Regions from separate parts of the Sus scrofa genome. Here region 1 is linked to region 2. Evidence: chromatin contacts called from public HiChIP or PLAC-seq data. All regions are on one chromosome and are shown on one strand. The core of a region is the stretch at or near the end of the contact, and the rest is flanking DNA. Distances in the headings are between cores, read along the strand shown.

Region 1 (3,125 bases), core at 5-2,504, 160 kb after region 2:
CAACCTCAGACCACGGAGATCCCCACAGAAGGCAAAATCAATCTGCACTGGTTATTTCTGGAGGGATGGGAGCATCCCTGCCTCTGGGCCTCCTTTTACTCCTAGGATCCTTCACTCTCCCTCTCCTGGAACTGAGGCCCAAGCAGGCAGAGTCAGGCCAAAGAGGGCAAGAAAACAGGTCTCCAACGTGTCTTGGAGGGGGATGTCCAAAGCATGGGGCCAGAGGACGAACGGGGTCAACAGGGCCACCTCTCTGTCCACTGCAGGGGTGCAGGTGGAATTCAGAGGGACTGACACCCTAGGCGGTGCCAGGGGCCCCACCAGCTGGGGCTGGAGGACCAGATGCTCTTAGCACAGCCCCTCCGCCTGAAGCACCAGGGGAACCCTCTCCCCACTCCGTCTTCCCCTAAACATCTCAGGACGTGATGGGAGCACCGCCCCAGGCTCCCTGAGCCGCGGGGGCAGCAGACACTGGTCTTCAGTAAGGAGTGGAGAGGGATCAGCACACATCACATCACCCTTGGCACAGCCCCCATTGGCGGGCACCCTGCCACCGTGTCAGCCAGCATTCTCCCTGCAGAGGCCTTGTGAGCAGAGGAGGGAGGCCGGGGGGTTGCACCCACTAGCAACGGCCCAGGCCCCTAGAAGCCCCCGACCCCCACCCCTTCGCCCCCGGGCCCTGCCTTCCCTGGGTGCGGTTGGTAGTTCTTTTTTATCTGTGTGACCATTTGCTTTCAGCCTCTCCTCCAGGCTCCGTGAGAACAAGACTGAGTCTGCGCCGTTCACCAGTGTCTCCAGAGCACCTGGCAGGTTTGTTGAAAGAAGAAGAAAGGAAGAAAGGAAGGAAGCTTGAATGAAAGCGCCCCATTCCTGTCCACACCCTTGCCCTTTGCACAGAACCTGCAGGTGCCCAGACTTGGGGGATGGAGCCCATCTTGCCAGAGCTGGGAATCCAAGGTCAACCCCAGAGCAATTCTAAGGCTGTTTGTTAATCAAGGAAGACTTCCCTGTGGAGGGGGCAAGGATCCTGCCGGGTGGCGGGGGGTGGGGAGGGGGGCATGCACGGCGGGGGTGGGGTGGGGAGGGGAGTCCCACCTCACATCTGCTCTTCCTGTTCATCGCCTATTTCCGGCGGGAAGTCCCAGAGGCCAGAGGTTACGTCTGGGTCTCAGGGCCCTCCTCCGTACACCCTCATCGGAGCTGCGCGTGGCAGGCCCAACCATCGGCGGCCTGCTGTGACTCACAGCTCATGAGCCTTTCCTCTTGGCCAGAGATCATCAGGGAGCAGATATTACAGTAACATTACTAACCACATGTCATGGCCATGACCGAGCTTATGCTCAGAGCACCTCCCCCCACCCCGAGGGCACAGTCGTGACCTCACCCTTGAGGGTCAGCAGCAAGGAAAGGCCGTCCTTTCCAGAGGCAGGGGGATGGCCTGGATGATGCTGGTCTGCTGGAGAGTCTGGCTGCACACGCTCGCCTCTCTCCCACCCCAAGCGGCCCAGTTGGGGGAGAGGCTCAACCCCCCGCTGCTCCCGCCCCACCAAGGTGGCCAGGAGGGGGAAGGGGAAGTGGCAGAGGTTTCCCTGTCCTTGCCTTCCTCACTGCCTGGGCCAGGATGCTCATGCTGGGGAAAGTGGCGTCTGAGGATGTGGCCGCAGTGGCCGGCTCCTGGCGCCAGCAGAAATCCCCAAACCCGTCAGTGGACCCTGTTCAGACGCGTCTGCTGACCATGGCACTGAGTAAGTGCTGAGGAGACACTGCAGACTGATGTCACACCACCCCGCCTGCCCTCTCCTCCAGACAGGCCCTCCTGGAACCCAGACCATTCCAGTTCCTCCTGTCAGACCCCGAGACGGCCTGGGGCATCCGCTCCTCCAGGGAGGACTCCCTGGGAAAGAAAGGAACGTGCAGGACCTGGGCTCAGAGCCCAGCTGGGTGCTCATAGCAAAGTCAAACCTCTCTGGGCCTCGATTTCCCCAGCTGTAAAGTGGGACTAAGATGAGCTGCCCCTTGGGCGGCCATGAGAAGAAGTGCACCTGCACCGGCCGGGCAATGAACAGACTACAGCCCATGGCAGCCAGTCTTGGTGTTGCACTGCTGCCATTAATAGCTCCAGGCAGGCAATATCGAGTCTCAGGAGGAACTGGGGCATCAGGGAAGGGAGGGAAGCAGGGCTGTAGGAGGGGGGAGTTGGGAAGGCCCCGACCACCCTCTATGGGTTATGGACTAAAGGAACGAGGGGCTGGTGGCAGACACTGTTGCCCTCCAAACATCCCACCCTCCCCAGTTTTCAGCAAGACCCCCATGGGAAAGCATCCCTTGGGCCAGGGATGGCTGGGGGACTGAGAGATGGCCAGGGGGGTATAAGCAGAGTGTGACTTCCAGGACATTTCCTTAAAGGGAAGATGCAGGCTCTTCTTCAGTGCTGTCTTCCTCCTTCCCACTGGCTGGAGCTCCAGCGGCTGTCTTGAGCCATGAAATGACCTTGGACATGGAAATGACACCTAGCAAATCAATATGCTAGAGGGGGCCTGGGCCCCTGATGGCACCTAGCTATCAACCCACATTCAAGTACAGGAGCAAAAAAATGCACAGGGTGTAGACTCACGTGCAACTGAGTGGGGTGGGAGGGATGGGGTGCCCAGGAGAGAGGAGCTGCCAGGCATGCAACACCCCCTCAAGGAGCACTTCCTCCTGCATGAGCTGTGAGGCCAGGAGGAAGCTGGTGGAAGGACTTGCTCCAAGAGGAACTGGAAACAGAGGGTGGATGGACGAAAAAAAAAAAAAAAAAAGGAAGCAACAAAGGAATGAAAGGACCAGGTAAGTGGGCACACTGGGGAGAGCTATCCTGGCAGGAAATGCCCTGGGAAGATGCTTCGGGTGATCACCCGCCAAGCCTGGGGTGTGGGGAGGGCAGGACAGCCAGCCTGACCCACCGCCCCTGTCTGACTCTCTGCCCATCTGAGTTTTGGAATGGGTCTTGCTGCCTCACTACTCAAGGGCAACAGGCAGTGGTATTTTTTATAAAAAAATACCACAGCATCAGCACAGCCAATACAGCCCCAAGCCCAGAGCCCCTCTCTATACCTGGGACTCCCTGTCTGAAAAGAGAGGATAAT
Region 2 (3,166 bases), core at 267-2,766:
GAGAGAGGGAAGAGTGGATACGCTTCGGCTCCTAGGGCTCCCTGTGGCCGGGAGATGGGAACGAAGGAGCTCTCTCACCCCGAGCCCACCCAAACCTCCTCTTTCAGGCTGCCGTGCCCCACACGCCCTGGGACCACCCTCCTGTCACCCAACCCTTCTGGAGAAGGTGACAGACCCACACTACCAAGGGAAGAGGGGCAGCCTGGGCTGTCAACCAGGGCCTCCCTTTCCCCTCGTCCTTATCCTCCTTGGGGCATTCGGCGTCTCCTCTCCTCCCTGGTCTGTGGACACTGGTTGGCTCTGCCCTGGGCTGGGGCTGTGGGGAGTTCCCTCCAGACGGGAGACACGATGCCCATGGCTTACAGGCCAGACACCTGTGCTATGCAGGGCAATGACGACGGCCCCACGGGGCCCTTTATGGAGAATGACCTGTCTAATCCTCACGACCACACTAGGAAGTTGGTCCCGTAATACATTTTACAGGTAAAGAAGCCGAGGCCCAGAGTGGTGGCATAACTGGCCCAGGGGCTTATAGCTAAGAAGCAGGGTGGGCACCCTGTGGTCTACACCAGAGCCTGCATGCTTACCCTATACACCTGCTCTTCCCAACAAGGTAACTGCTAAACCCTTGGGATTATTTAACTTCGAAATAATTAAAATGAAATACGGGAGTTCCCTTTGTGGCTCAATGGGTTAGGAACCTGACATAGTGTCCCTGAGGATGCGGGTGTGATCCCTGGCCTCCGATGTGGATTAAGGACCCGGCATTTCCGCGAGCTATGACACTGCTCAGCATTGCACTGGCTGTGGCCTAGGCCCACAGCTGCAGTTCCAATTCCACCCCTAGCCTGGGAACTTACATCTGCCGCAGGTGCGGTCTTAAAAAGAAAAAAAAAAAAAACGTGGAGTTCCTGTCCTGGCTCAGTGGTTAACGAATCCAACTAGGAACCATGAGGTTGTGGGTTCGATCCCTGGCCTTGCTCAGTGGGTTAAGGATCCGGCGTTGCTGTGAGCTGTGGTGTAGGTCACAGACGTGGCTCGGATCCCGCGTTGCTGTGGCTCTGGTGTGGGCTGGTGGCTATGGCTCCGATTCGACCCCTAGCCTGGGAACCTCCATATGCCACAGGTGCAGCCCCAGAAGAGACAAAAAAAAAGACCAAAAAAAAAAAAAAGAAATATAATTAAAAATTCAATTCTTCCATTACACCAGCCTCCTTTCAAGTGGTCAGTAGTCACACATGGCTAGTAGCTCCCAGAGTCTTTCCATCATCCCAGAAAGTTCTATTGAACACCCCTGGTCTATGCTGTACTGCCTCTCAAGAATCAAGAGGGAACAATGGAAAATCATCCTTCCGTTGATAGCATAAAATAATAATTAACTGTCTGATAATAATAGCTACAATTTACCAAGCTTCCTACGTGCTAGGCACAGTGCCAAGCCCATAATCCTTACTCAATCCCCGACTCAGGAAGGTTACCCAGGGTCACAGCAGCCAGGAAGTGAATCCAGATCTGGGTGACCCTGGTCTGGTCCTGCCCCCTCCTGCTCCACCCCCTGCTGAGCCCGGAGGAGTCTACAGCCCCTGGGGAAAGGAGGCAAAGGCAAATACGTGCATTGCACAAGAACAGGAATTAAACTAAATCAGCACGTAATTAACATCATCACAGTTCCCCAAGCCTGCTGACCAGAACATTACACTAATGAGGTCAAGGTCTTGATTTTGTGCCCTTTTGAGCATCACTTCACTTCTCATGAAAAAAAAAAAAAAAAAAGCCACACACTCTGCCCTGAGGGCTGCAACAGGCCCCCAGATGTCATGGTGAAGAGGCTGGGAGACTGGATATGTTTCACCAGAGCCTGTGGCCTCTTGTCGGAGGCCAGGCTGGGCCAAGCTGGAGCCAAGGCCTATTAAATCCTGGCAGGTGCCTGTGTTCCAGGCAATGGGGGTGCCAGTGTCTTCCTCCTCTGGACAGAACAGAGTTAGCAGAAAGCAAGACTTGAGTTTGAAGAAAAGATGCAGAAGAAGTTAGAAAAGAGCTTCCGAGATGTGCTTCCTCTCAGGTAAAACTTTTGGGTGGTATGTGGGGATTATAGGGCTTTTTGAGGGCTGGATTTGGGCGGGGAGATCTGCCTTAGAATCCCGTAAAGATTGTTTTAATGTGGGAAAGTCAGCTTCAGTTATATGTCAATCTCCACATGTCCCCTGGGAAGATAAGGACCAGTGAGTGACAAGAGCGGACAGTTCAGCAGAGAGCCGGACACCGACACTGCCCCTGCCCCACCTCCCTGCCCCGTCCACAAGGCCCCAAGGTCATGGAAGCCCTGTGCCTACACAGGTGGGTATCAGTAGATGTTTTGTTTAAATGATCTTTCTCCTTAAGCAAGTGTTGCCTGGGCCAGCATACCCCCAGGTTTTGGGGGACTCTGATGAGGTACCAAAGGCACCAACCAAATGGCTGGCTGTGTGAGTCAGGATAAGCCATGCTGTGCTGCAGTAACAAATGAGCCTTGAAAGCTCAATGGATTCACACTATGAAGGTTTGTTTCTTGCTCATACACTGTGGCCAAGGCAGATTAGCAGAGGCCCTGCTCTGCAGAGTCAATTAGGGACCCTAGATAGCAGAGCCATCAAATTTCAACAGGTGGCTTCCATGGCTGTGCCTGCAGGGGCAGAAAAGAGCAGGAGGGCTTTGCACTGGCTCTCAAAAGCTCTGGCCCCTGAAGTAACAGTCAGCATCTCCATTCACAACTTCTAGGCCAGAGCTAGTATTGTGGTCCCACCTACTGTAGAGGAGCAGGTGGATACGTGGAGGGGAAAAAAATCTCTCTGCCACTTTACCGCTTTTCCTCTCAAAACCCATTTTCATCACCTGTAGAAGGAAGGATTCTAAGGTGCCTTCGAGCGCTGGGATTCCAGATTCCTAGGTGTTTTATTTAAAAGTTGAATGTCCTCAGTGGCATTTGATCTTCCCCTCTCAGAAGTAGTCTTGACTTTTTAAAGGAGGCAAAATTTATTTGACAATCCAATTTAAAAATGAGTGAAAGATCTGAACAGACGGCTCGGAAGCAAATAAACTTAGGAAAAGATGCTCAATGTCATTTGTTATGAGGGAAATGAAAATTAAAGCAGTAGTGAGAAAACACTACATACATTTTCTTTTCTCT

The links. HiChIP or PLAC-seq counts read pairs in DNA pulled down with a chosen protein or histone mark.
Region 1: an H3K27ac HiChIP or PLAC-seq map of alveolar macrophages shows a contact between it and region 2. The contact joins two enhancer-like sites. A contact is called at or near these places in 2 of 47 Hi-C or Micro-C datasets (epiblast stem cells and skeletal muscle) and 1 of 2 datasets of contacts at active chromatin or transcription factors (alveolar macrophages).

What each region holds. Positions count from the first base shown.
Region 1 is chr7:39,061,622-39,064,746 of Sscrofa11.1, forward strand. No RefSeq gene overlaps it. Among named protein-coding and RNA genes, the nearest start is that of C7H6orf223, 70 kb to the left of the region's middle. Within about 2 kb of position 1,255, at least 30 of the 83 cell types and tissues checked have an H3K27ac peak or open chromatin away from gene starts, as enhancers often do. A contact at or near this core is called in alveolar macrophages, where this site is marked.
Region 2 is chr7:38,906,220-38,909,385 of Sscrofa11.1, forward strand. No RefSeq gene overlaps it. Among named protein-coding and RNA genes, the nearest start is that of C7H6orf223, 86 kb to the right of the region's middle. Within about 2 kb of position 1,517, at least 8 of the 83 cell types and tissues checked have an H3K27ac peak or open chromatin away from gene starts, as enhancers often do. A contact at or near this core is called in alveolar macrophages, where this site is marked.